Linked DNA regions of Mus musculus: regions 2, 3 and 4 are each linked to region 1. The links are chromatin contacts, called in public Hi-C, HiChIP or PLAC-seq and capture Hi-C maps. All regions are on one chromosome and are shown on one strand. Each heading gives the region's core, a stretch centred on a gene start, on an enhancer-like site or on the middle of the called end of the contact. The rest is flanking DNA. Distances are from core to core; before and after follow the strand shown.

The links. Hi-C and Micro-C count contacts between places; a contact is called where the count stands out from the background. HiChIP or PLAC-seq counts read pairs in DNA pulled down with a chosen protein or histone mark. Capture Hi-C pulls out chosen DNA fragments and counts their contacts.
Region 2: a contact with region 1 is called in a Hi-C map of B cells, with 6 read pairs. The contact joins the promoter of Fbxo47 here to the promoter of Casc3 in region 1. A contact is called at or near these places in 2 of 39 promoter capture datasets (liver and pre-B cells) and 1 of 484 Hi-C or Micro-C datasets (B cells).
Region 3: a contact with region 1 is called in a capture Hi-C map of embryonic tail, with 2.2 times the contacts expected there. The contact joins the promoter of Fbxl20 here to the promoter of Casc3 in region 1. A contact is called at or near these places in 6 of 39 promoter capture datasets (the C10 cell line, cranial neural crest, hippocampal neurons and 2 more) and 1 of 9 other capture datasets (embryonic tail).
Region 4: a FOXA1 HiChIP or PLAC-seq map of pancreatic cancer cells shows a contact between it and region 1. The contact joins the enhancer-like site here to the promoter of Casc3 in region 1. A contact is called at or near these places in 2 of 39 promoter capture datasets (hippocampal neurons and pre-B cells) and 1 of 115 datasets of contacts at active chromatin or transcription factors (pancreatic cancer cells).

Annotation. Positions count from the first base shown.
Region 1 is chr11:98,808,256-98,811,254 of GRCm38.p6, reverse strand. Casc3 (cancer susceptibility candidate 3) reads right to left here and starts at 1,447. Exons shown (of 14, transcript NM_138660.2): 1 at 1,164-1,447; 2 at 769-796; 3 at 320-357. The coding sequence starts at 1,391. Gm12359 (predicted gene 12359) reads left to right here and starts at 1,166. Exons shown (of 3, transcript NR_033551.1): 1 at 1,166-1,579.
Region 2 is chr11:97,882,482-97,885,550 of GRCm38.p6, reverse strand. Fbxo47 (F-box protein 47) reads left to right here and starts at 1,397. Exons shown (of 11, transcript NM_001081435.1): 1 at 1,397-1,628.
Region 3 is chr11:98,148,247-98,151,216 of GRCm38.p6, reverse strand. It overlaps Fbxl20 (F-box and leucine-rich repeat protein 20), which reads left to right and starts at 1,601. Exons shown (of 15, transcript NM_028149.1): 1 at 1,601-1,901. The coding sequence starts at 1,860.
Region 4 is chr11:98,055,774-98,058,906 of GRCm38.p6, reverse strand. No RefSeq gene overlaps it. Among named protein-coding and RNA genes, the nearest start is that of Stac2, 3.9 kb to the right of the region's middle. Within about 2 kb of position 1,351, at least 116 of the 459 cell types and tissues checked have an H3K27ac peak or open chromatin away from gene starts, as enhancers often do. A contact at or near this core is called in hippocampal neurons and pancreatic cancer cells, where this site is marked.

The DNA.
Region 1 (2,999 bases), core at 198-2,697:
ACCCTGTCCAACACCTTGTAAAGGATTTCAGCATCGTATTCTCTGACTCACAAACTCACTTTCTTTACTGAGAATAAATCAACTAAGTGTAACCTGTCCCTTCAAGAGGTGTGGCTTCAAGTTGCAGTCATTAACCGGGCAAGGCTGGAATTAAAGACATGTGCCACCATCACCAGACTTCTAACAGACTTTTAAAAGCACACGAGAAGAATGTATAAGAGAAGCAAGTCAGGGAATTTTTGTACCACACAGCTAGAGGTTTTTTTAAAGAGACATTTTCTGACTTACGCCATAAGGAAAAAGAATCTATCACACTCACTTCTGAATCTTCTGCACTTTCATAATCGGAAAGAACAGCTGAAAGGAAAAGACAAATTATGTGATATGTAATAACATAAACGTTTGTTACTACATTTCTGACAGTTCGTTTTGGGCCAGGCAAACATCCTCACTTAATTTGTGGACGCAGCAACTTTCTGGGGCAGATAAAATTATAGTTTCTGTTGACAGATGGAGAACTTTGGGACCACACTGACGAAAAACTATGCTGTTGTCAGGTGTTATTCTAAGTCACCACAGTGCACTCAATCTGTCACCTTCCAAAAAGGAACCAAACCAAACAAGCATGCTCATCATCACCATGACACAAACGCCACTCCCGGGGAACGCTCTCCAAAAACCCCTAACAAACCGAGAAAGACCCAGTGTAAGATATACATGGCCTTAATTTACATCCACAAGAATTCAAGATAAAGTAAAATTACTCACCATCTCCTTCCATGCCATCTTCACTCTCCTGGGAGGAAGAAGATCACACAGGTTAGAGTTGGTGATTTCCAGACGCGGGGAGCCCACCCGCAGATAACCGTGAGGGACGACTGAAGAATCAACACAGATGGTTGGGTAGGAATATGGGGCAAGATAAATCTTCAGAAGTCACATCGAGAATGGCGGTTCTCTACATCCCAGCCCCAGTTTCCGTGTAAACATTGCACGCCCTGAGCTCAGAAACCACCCAGTCCTCCTTCCCCGGGGCTCTGGGTGGATGCAGATTCGCAGCGGGACAACCTTTCTTTCCCTCTAAGAGGAGGCCCGGCATCTCACAGCATCTCCAGCCCGCCCCCTGCCGGGTCGCCGCCCTGGACCGCCCGCCGCTCACTCACACACTCAGACTCCTCGGCGCTCTTGGCGCCCCCGCTCTCCACCCGCCGCAGGTGAAGGCCCCCGCCGCGGCCGCCGCGCTGAGAAGGCAGCGAGCCACTGCCGCCGCCTCCGACGCTCCCGCTGCAGCTGCCGCCGCCCCGCGCCGGAGAGCCGCTGTCGGAACCCGAAGCCCCGGATTCCTCGTCCTCCGTGTCCTGGGAAGCGCGCTGCCGCCGCCGGTCCGCCATCTTACGGAGAACGGCCACCGCTGGTCAGCTCCTTACGCACCACGCCCGCCGCGGAGGCTGCCGGGAAGCTCGAGACTCCGGAGTCCCAGCGTGCTTCACGTCCAGGGAGGGCCGCCCTTCTTTCCGCGGGGCGGGGCCTGCACCCTGCGGCACGTTTTCTGGAGAGCGAGATGACGTCTGTCGGTGATGTAAGGAGGCGTGGCCTAGCGCTTTATTTCCCCACACCCCCACACCCCTAGCCCCGGCGGGCGGAGGGCGCCTGGGAGCGGGGCTATTGCATCCTCTTCGGGTTCTTAGCTCGGCCATCTTGGACTTTCCTTGGGGAGGGTTTCGAGCTCTTCTAGCTCCAGTGCGACGTTGGAGCAATTGCATGATTTTCGTTTTCCATTGCTCGCTTTCCCCTGAATTCTATACAGAACATTTTACTGTATTCCTTCGCATGGTTAAAAATCACGAGTCCAGGTGAAAAAGCCTTTAGTCCTGCGTCAGTTGCCAGCTCTTCACCTCAGTCTAAATTTAGGGGAAAGGAGAAACTGCAGTGGGGACAGAACTTAGTATTGCGGTGTTTCCTGGGTGTATTCAAAATCTCCTTTCTCCATGTGTCTTCCTAACCTAGTTATCTCATTTTGAGAACTGAAGGTTGGAAGGACACTAGTCTTACTATGCTTTTAAAACATCAGAGCTGGATCACCCTTGACTAGTTAAGAGGCTAGTTTTGGACCCTCTCTGCCCCTTCAATGTCTCGAGGTATTAGTTTCAAATCCTGGTGCATTGTTACTCTACAGAGAATGCTTTGGGTATGCATTTATCAGCAGTGAAAGAAAACTCAGCACAACTACCTTGCAGCAACATATAGTTTGTAAGCTAATTTATTACTGCATATTGTTAATATACATCAAATAGATGAGTTAAGAGGACTCTGAGCTGTTTTCATAAATAGCTAAAGGTCCCCACTGCTTACCAGATCTATAAACAGTATGAGACTCCAAGGAATCATGACTGTCTGCAGGGACTGATTCAACTGGTGACAGGTGGCCAAATGTATCATGGAGTTCAGCTCCAGAAACAACTGCCTGAACTCAAAATGGAGGATGCATGATTTAATAAGTGTGAAAGGCATAAGAATCTTATCCATCACAATCTAAAATGGTGCAGCAAGACTGCCAAGTTGAGTGTCTAAATAAGGACAAGGATAGCATGCCACTTTGTCCTTTAGTTGTTTGGTCGGAATCCAGCTTGGGATGTTTTTTTTCTTTTTTCTTTTTTTTTTTTTTTTTTAAGAAAATCTATGACCTCAAGCTAGCCTTTTCATCACTCGGGACCCACCAGCTTCAGCCTCCCCAGATGCAGGCTATGAGGGGACAATACCTGTAATCCTGCTCTGGATCCTACTTTCTTTTGTTTTTTGAGACAGGGTCTCATGGAAGCTAGGCTGATCTTGAACCTGGGGCTCTCCTGGCTGTGTGGGTGCTTGGGATAGCAGTCCTCCTGAGAAACAGTTGTGAGAAACGGTCAATGTTTAGCATGAATAGACAGATGGTCTGGGGTCCCACATGAGTCTTATTAGAGAAGTAAGGAGCTAAGAGATTGATCTTTCTATATCATTGT
Region 2 (3,069 bases), core at 148-2,647, 930 kb after region 1:
GGAAGTCAGGACTTTGAGGATGCTAGGGGTGGAAACTAGGCTCCAGTGTGTTCTAGGCAAGCATTCTACCGCTAGGCTACTCCAACCCAGGGAAGTCAGGGTATCTGTTATCTACTTTAACTGGTTGTTTGGTTTTCTTGTGTTTCTATGTGGATAGGTGTTTTTCCTGAATATATATGCCTATGTACCTGAGGAGTCTAGGAGGCCTGGACTACAAGAGACCCAGTCTCAAATAATATGTATCATTCTGTTATATCTTTAAGGCCTCCCAGACAGCCTGCCCCACTGCAGGCTTCCATCTGAATCAAGCCCTGCATACTGGATCATGATTTTTGTAATCCCAGCACTGTAACTGGCTCATGCAAGAGTCAGAGGTTTAGGCTAGCCTAGCACTACCCAACAAGACCTTGTCTCAAAGAAAAAGAGAAAAGAAAAAGACACAGAATCTGTAAATAAATGAGAATTTAATATTAAGGGCTTTGGGGGTGGGGTGGTTGAGCCAGATTCTCAAGTAGCTTAGGCTGGTTTAGCCTCCTGCCTCCATCGGGAAATGCCATCACACCAGGCATCTAACAACTTTTTAATGAAAAGCTCTTGTGACAGATCCTGTTGGCCCAGGGGAAGAGTGAATCGGAAACTGCCTTAAAACTGAGTGTAGGGATGGAGAGATGGCTCAGTGGTTAAGAGCACTGACTGCTCTTCCAGAGGTCCTGAGTTCAATTCCCAGCACCCACATGGTGGCTCATAACCATCTGTGATGAGAACTGATGCCCTCTTCTGGGTGTCTGAAGACAGCAAAAGTGGACTCCTAAACGTAAAGTAAATAAAATCTTTTTTTTAAAACCTGAGTGTAAAAAAACGTAGTGGAGCGTATAACTCCTCCAAGTTTGAGATCTCCATTTACAGCCTCCCCACTTACCCTACCATAAGAGCTCCCGTTTCTCCCGTTCAGCAACTTGGTGTCTAAAATGGAGGTAGCACGGGCTTTTAAGGGCCTCACTCCGAATAACATCCCTGAACAGGAGGGCACCATGGGAGCCTCTGCTTAGTATTCATGAGAGGGCGTGGCCTGCTTGGGGGCGTTTCCCGAGAAGGTTCTGGGTATTCATAAGGGAAAGACTGAAGAGCCGAGGTTTCTTTCTATTCGCGAGGGGGTGGGGCCTCCTCCCGTGCGTGGACTCCTGGGAGTGCTCCGAGCGATTCAAGAGAGGAGGCAAAAGAGCCGAGGATCCCGGCGTCTCATCCTTTCTTGAGAGGGTGAGGCTCCGCCCGCAGGGTTCCCGGGAGATCTCTGAATATTCATGAGGGGAGGGGCAGAGGAGGCGAGGCTGCTCGATATTCATGAGGGGGCGGAGCCTCCTCCCGCTGGGGCTCCTGGGAGAATTCTAAAATCTACTTGAGGCGACGGGGGCGCCCGAGAGCTGAGGACGCAGCTCCGGGGCGGAGCGGAGAGAGCGGAGCAGGATCCGCCCCCATTATCTGGCGGGAAAAGCCTGAGGAGATTTTTTTTTTTAATTTTTTATTTATTTTTATTTTTAAGTATTTGTGAAATCTGAGGATGGTGGGACGAGACGACTAAATCCCACTTTCCTGTGATACTGTAGCCGGAAAAACTGTCGAAATCTGTGGTAACAAGTGTTTTATATTCCCCAGTACTTCCGGTAGAAATAATTGCGTGTTTTTCAGCAGGTCCTATTTGATTTTTATGCGGGCCAGTTTCTGCTCTGGTTCCCTAGGTGACCTCTTTGGCGGTGTTTAGCGCTGGCAAAGGAACGTTAAGACAAAGCGCGGTGACTTGCTGGGGTATTTTTTCCCCTCCGGAAGAGGGTGTGGGGGCAGGGACGAGGTCGGCGCCCTTAGACCCGCCCCGTTCTCGGTGCGTGGGCGGGGCAGTGCTGCCTGTCACCGGCTCCTCGGAGGCCGAGGCAGGAGGCTCGAGAGTTCCACGCCCGCCGGGGAGCCACAAGGGAAAAACTGTATCCCATTGTCACAGGGCTTGTGCGCTTCGTACCTTCAGGCTAAGGGGAAAGCAGGAAGAGTTTGGTAGGAAATAGGTACTGTTTCCACAAAATCCTGCGCTCCTCCACCCCTAAAATAGGTCTGAGGGAGGAAAGGGAGACTTAAATGTTGGGGTTTTGTTTTCTTTTGTTTTGTTGGCTTTTTGTTTGTTTGTTAGTTTGTTTCCACTACAGTGTTTCTTTGTGAAACCACCCCAGCTGCTGTGGGACTTGCACTGTTAGACTCCCACAGACCAGGCTGACCTCGAACTCAGCCTTTGTCTCCCTTGTTGCTGGGACTATAGCTGTTCGCCAGTTGAGTCTAAGTTTTGAAATAACTGGGATCAGTTGGTTTTTGTTTTTTTTCTCTCAGAGATTTAAGTGAAAAATTATACATACACGTTATGTCTATACCCTTAATAGGTGATAAAGACCCCTGGGAGGAGGTTGTTTAGCCCCACACTAGTCTGACTAGGATGGAAGTTTCTGGAAGAAAAAGCAAATTTATGTTTTATTATAGTAAAAATACTTGAAAATTCTGTAGTAAGCATGGCAGTGGTGTTGCACGCCCTTAATCTCAACACTTGGTAGGCAGAGGCAGATGGATCTGTGTGACTGGATCTCTGTGAGGCCAGCCTGGTCTACTGAGTGAGTCCCAGGACAGCCAGCATTATTACACAGAGAAAATAAGGAAAAAAAAAAAGGTAAGAAAGAAAGAGAACAAAAGAAAAATTAAAATTAATAACAACCTTTTTAATTAAGTCAATCAGAATTCTTCCACTTGGAATTACATGAGGATATTAAAATACATATTCTTGTAGAAATACATGTATTGGCATTGAATTAAATTGTAATAAGATTACAAAATAGTATGAGTCCTTACTTTTTTGTCGAAAATGAATACATAAATACAATTTTCACAGTAATATAAACACCAAAATACATGAGTGAATTTAGTTTTCTTTCACTTAGCTGTGTTTTATAAAAATAAACATATTGTGTAAAGGTAGCCATTTTCACAATTACTAATCTGAAATTTCACTGAAATCTGAAGTAAAGCGCAACTATAGTC
Region 3 (2,970 bases), core at 352-2,851, 660 kb after region 1:
TGCCAGAACTGGAGGCAGAGACAGGTGGATCTCTGACTTCCAGACGACCAGAACAGGCTTCATAAACAATCTCAAAAAAAAAAAAAAAAAAAAAAGGAACATTTTATTTTAGGGACTATAAATCATAAGTTTTTTTTAAAAAAGGTTCACAACATTTTGCTCTTTTAGTTTTTAAAGAGGACCAGCCTTTCTCTCTTTTTGTACACATTTGCTTATTTCATGTATGTGGGTATACTGTAACACTTTTGCTCTTAAAAGTTCATCTTTTTCAAGTTCTAAAACTAAGTAGAAAAGGTCTGACGACAAACTCGTAATTGCTTTGAGCATAAAATTGGAAGCAGTATTAAGGTCTAATTAGGACGGCTGGGATTTATGGTAGTTTTTAATATTTCAGGTTTGGTACATTTTGTAATGTCTCTGACGGAGCAATTTCACTCTCGGTTGTTTCATAATTCGTGGAAAATAGGTCATAGATTTTGGAAGTCTTGAAGGCTGGAGTTAACAAAAAGATGACAGACTACCTTTTATACTAGGAGCGAAATCCAATGGAAGAGTTTCCTATGGGCAACCGCCCCCGCCTACTCGCTCCTACATGCTTGTTTCTCCCGCCGAAATGGCGTCACGCCGTGGCTCTCACGAACCAGCTCTCCGATTGGAGGGTGAGCAGCCGCTGCAGCCCATTGGGCGCCAGCGGCCGGAGGGGCGGGGACGCCAATGGCCCTTGTGCCTTGCCCGCCCCCACCCGATTGACGCCAGCCCCTCCCCCGGCCCAAGGAATGGGTACTGGGCTGGGGCATTGCACCCCCTGATCCCGAGGTGTAGCCTCGCTGCCAGCTCCTGTGCAGAGCTGGCGCTACGTCCTCCTCTTAGCGCAACCAGCTCCTGCCTTCTGGAGCCTGGCACTGAGAGCCATCCGCCCCGCAGGGGCCCCCCAGGCCTCCCTGCAGCACCCCGTAATGCAATTCACCGGGGTGGGGGAGGCGGCGGCAGCACCTACGGCGGCAGCGGCGGCGGCACTGCCCCAACCTAGAGACGTCTAGAAAGAGGAGGAAAATGGCTCCGAGCAGGGACCGCCTGCTGCACTTTGGGTTCAAGGCGACAGTGAGTGATAGAGGACGGGAGCTGGGTGGTCAGAAAGACGTGGGTGCCAGCTCAGGCCGCCGGGGAAGTGATCAGATCAGAGCTGGGGACCCTAGGCTGAAAGCTCAGGTTCCGCGTGGGTCGCTACGTGCCAGTGAGCCCTCGCAGTGCTGGAGGGGATCCGGTGATGTTCCTGTCCCTGTTCTGCTCTTCTCGCCGGTCCGCGGGCACGCGCGCACTCGCACCCGCCCCACAGCACACACACCGTGCCCCCCCCCCCCACGCCCGCGCGCGCACCGAAGCAGGCGCGCACTTGGGCACTTCCCTGCTTCTCCTTGTCCTGGTGGGCTGGCGCCCGGTCACCCCACGTTCCAGGCGCTCGCGGGCTCACCGTCCGGGGCTGCGCCGGGTGGGGGAGGGGTGGGCTCGCGCCGCCGCCGCCGAGCGCTCCTCCCCTCCCCCGACGTTCCGAGGCCCGGGCGGCTCTGCCCAATGAGGAGCGGCGTTGCTGGCAGGTGGGGAGTGTTTTTGTTTTGGGTTGAAGTTGAGGCTTTGGAGAGGACCGAGCTAGCGACTGGCAGTCGTCGCGGCCGCGGACGCCGCGGGCGGTGGTGGAGGCCCCCGCGGGACTCGAGCGGTCGCTCCTCCGCGTCGGCCGGGCGAGCCTCGCCTTGCTGCCGCCGCCGCCTCCCGCTCCCGGAACTCCGGGGCCTGCCCTGGCCCCTATCTTTGCACTCCGCACGCCGCAGCGCCCTGCCCGGGCCGCACCCGCCGGCCCCATGAGGAGGGACGTGAACGGAGTGACCAAGAGCAGGTTTGAGGTGTGAGCTCGGAGGGGTCTCGGGCGGCGGCGAAGGCCAGCTCTCGCACCCCAAACAGTAGCTCGACCGGAGCCTCCTCCCTTGTGCGGCCCGCCACCCGCCCCCGATGCGGCCGCCGGCGTCCTCCCCTGCTTGCGACCCGCAAGCCCCGCGCACCGGCTTGCCTCGCCTTCCGGGAGGTTCGCCTGCTGCCCCTTCCACCCGCGGGCCCTGGCCGGGATTAGCCCTGGCGCCCTAAATCCCCCCTCCCCCATAACACCCAGCTTCCCATTCTCTGCCCAGCCCTTGGCTAGCCTCCTTCCACCACGCAGTGAAAGCACTCAGTCCCCGACTGGCCAGCGCCTGCTGCCTTCGTGAATCTCCACCCGAGCGGGAATCGATTAGTCCTCGGTGGAAGTAGGAAGTTGGGGGTGGTAGTAAACTGGGACGATAGAGGCGACTGTGGGGTTTTCGTGCTGTTTGGATATTCTAATACTTCCTCTTCCCCGTGTAGTCTAATACTTTTGTGGTTCATTGTTTATTGGGAACTTAGATATCTGTTCCGAGAATGCGAGGAAGGTCTGAGAGCCTTCGGAGAACCCATTCCTGGTTTGTTTTGTTTTGTTTTTTTGTTTTGTCTTAAGTTTGTCCTCTGAAAAGGAGGTTTGTAGTCTTGGAATGGAACCGTACATAGTCAGAAAGATCTTTAAAAGCGAGTTCACGACTGAGAAAGGGATTCCTTTGGGAAGTATCCTAAGTACTGGTGAAATGAAATACAGTAGTTTGGAGATGTGCTGGAGGTTTCATTGGTAGGCCGAGAGACAAAGAAACTTACACAAGAGAAAATGTTACCTGGCCTTTTCTGGCAGAGGCTCAGGCTGACTGACCTGTGCTGGGCCCAGGCTCAGTGTTCATCTCACTTGCTGGCTTCCTGTCTCCTCTCTCTTGTTGTATTTTTAACACCCAGTGTTTCCCTTCAGCTCCCTTTAAAAGATAAATTTGAGACAAAAAGTTTGTGGGCTTCGGGTGAAAGTCTCACCTAGGGGCGAAACTTCTGTATAGTCTTAGTATTTCTTGAAAAAGTATTTAT
Region 4 (3,133 bases), core at 102-2,601, 750 kb after region 1:
AAACTCAACCAGAAGTCCAGAACGGAGGGTTCCCAAGAACAATAACAATAGTCACTAATCAAGCCGGGTGTGGTGGCACAAGCCTTTAATCCCAGCACTTGGGAGGCAGAGGCAGGCAGATTTCTGAGTTAGAGGCCAGCCTAGTCTACAGAGTGAGTTCCAGAACAGCCAGGGCTATACAGAGAAACCCTGTCTCAAAAAACCAAAAAAAACCCAAAACCAATAGTCACTGATCATGCACCTCCTCTCGCCAGCTTTTTCCTCATTTCCTCCTCAAGATGGTGGGGGGAGGGACAGGTAACTCGGCCGATAAAGGCGGTATCTGTCAAACCTGAAGACCCAAGTTCAGTCTCTAGGTTCTACCGAGGAATGAGAAATTCGGTTTCCAAACACAAATTGTCTTCTGGCCTTCAACCCGCTTGTCCTGGCCGGGAGCACTTGCCTACATGTCTGTACGGATGCCAGCCATGATGGTACAAATCTAAAATCCCCACAACCGTCCTGTTGCTCTGTTAAACACCAGGACCAAAGCCACTCGAGAGGAAAGGATCCGATTCCCCTTACATTTTACAGTCCATGGAGAAACACTGCTGACTGGCTTGCCCCCTGCTTCTCCCAGCTAGCTTCCTTATATAACCCTGGACCATGTGCCCAGGGGTAGCACCGCCTACAGTGTGCTAGGTCCTGCTCCACCAATCAGCAATCAAGACAATGCTATACAGACATGTGCACAGGCCAATCGGGTGAAGGCAGGTCCTCCATTGCGGTTCCCTCTTGCCAGGTGAGTCAAGCTTGCAAATGAGATTAGTCATCAGAGTAACCCTAGGCTAGACTCAGACTTACAGGAGTCCTCCTGCCTCTACCTCTCCACTCTGTTTATTGCCCCTATTGTAACCCAAATTATTCCAACCTAGTTGAATCTACTTCAGCCATTCTAAAAAGAAAACAAAGTTTACCCTCAAATTAAGACTCTTTCTGGTCATAAAAGGAGAACAAAGATCATTCAGGAATAAGAATGGGTCTCAAAGTGATGAACACGTTGCATCCTTACATGGCTCTGAAGTCCTCTGGTTCACCCCCACTGCTCCAGTCTCAAGCGTTTCTGCCACTCACAAAATTCTACTCTCCTATTAAGCAAAGCCAGCAATCCCTCACCCCTCCTAAGGGGGCGTCCCAATCCCCACAACCATCCTGAGGGGGGCACTTCCAGGCACCTGGCTCTCGCTCCGCCCACCCCACGTCTGAGCAGCGACAGTGACCCTCCTTCCGAGGAGAAGCAGACGTGTGGCTGCTTCAGCCCTGTCCCTGAGCCACTGCAGTGGGAGTAGTCAGCTCTGAAAGCAATGACTCACACTTAGTTCATGAAAGACTGCTCTGAAATACAAAAGCTGCAGCCAGGAAGGACGCCCAGAGGTCATTGGATCCAGCCCCCTGCCTCCTCCACTGTGGCCCCACAAATGGCTAGACCAGAAACGCCCTGGATCGGGGGGTCCACCGACTTCCTGACTCCTTGGGTGAGTGGTACCTCTGGCTCCCCTGGGACTTCACCCCTGGCATCCATCAGGATCTCCCTGCCTATGGATCATCACTCTCTCCATGGACTAGAATACGAGGCTTCAAACGGCCAAGGAGGGAGAGCCAAGGAGACTGCGTTCTTACTGCTCCTCTGGGAAAAGAACTGGAAAAGCACAAATCTTCCAGAAGAAAGGAGAGGAAGGGGAAAGAGAGCCCTTTACACTGGATTTGCCTACTCTGAGTGGAATCCTGGTCACTCTTCCATTCTCCGCCAGAGACAGGAGCGTGGCCCACCATGGCACAGTCACCCTCATCCATCGTTATCATGTTCGTTTGTTTGTTTGTTGGGGGAGGCGCGCGCATCCTGGCATGTATGTGGGGGTCTGAGGGTCAGAGATCAATTTTCTGTTTTATTTTTTTCTATTTTGGGAGCCAGGAATGGAATTGAGACAGGGTTTCTCTGCGCAGCCCTGGCTGTCCTGGTGCTCACTCTGTAGACCAGGCTGGCCTCAAACTCAGAGATGCACCTCCCTTTGCATGGAACTAAAGGTGTGCACCACTACTGCCTGGCAAAAATAAAAAATAAAAATAAAATAAAAAAATTAAGGATTAGAGAGATGTCTCAGTGGTTAAAAGAACTGGCTGTTCTCACAGATCTTGAGATTTGATTCCCAGCACCCACGTGGCAGCTTATGGTTCACAACCATCTGTAACTCCAGTTGTCTCCTGCACCCTCTTCTGGCTTCCACGGGCACCAGGCATGCAATGGTGCACAGCATACATGCCAGCAAAATAACTCAAACATATAAAGTAAAAATAAAATAATTAAAAGCAGGTTGGTGCAGCCGGGCGTGGTGGCGCACGCCTTTAATCCCAGCACTTGGGAGGCAGAGGCAGGCAGATTTCTGAGTTCGAGGCCAGCCTGGTCTACAGAGTGAGTTCCAGAGTTCCAGGACAGCCAGGGCTACACAGAGAAACCCTGTCTCGAAAAACCAAAAAAAAAAAAAAAAAAAAAAAAGCAGGTTGGTGGCATGAACCTTTAATCCCAGGACTCAGGAACTGAGGCAAGCAGGGGTTTGTTTTTGGTTTTGTTGTTTTTGGTTTTTTTTTTTTAAACCTCCAAATCCCAGCTTTTAGAAAAAAAACAGGAATACCTTACCCCAGAAGAGACCCCTGTCTATTCTAAAACAGAAAATATGTTCATGTTCTGTGGTGCTGGGGAATGAATTCTGAGCTTGTGTGTAGCAGGCAAATGGCAAGGAGTCTGGTGCCCATTGCTAGTTCTCATTGAGGAATTGAGAGTCTCATTGAGTGTCTCAATAAATGGCTGAGGTGGGCCTTAAGGTTGCTCTTTAATGCGAATAGATCGACCTTCTTCCACAGCATCCTGAATAGCTGGGACTACAGCTATGCTGGGACTGCAGCTATGCTCTGCTATGCTTACTCCAGCCCTGGGCTGGTAGAGAGCCTCATGATTCTCGGTGTCCCGTGCTGCCCAGGAAAACAAATGGGCTATGGGGGTACAATCCTCAGAGGGGCAGGAGGGTCTTCAAAGGCTAATCATGAGGGTTCCTTTGGGGAGACACTTTGGAGGGCTGAGTTCAGTATCCACCTTGGT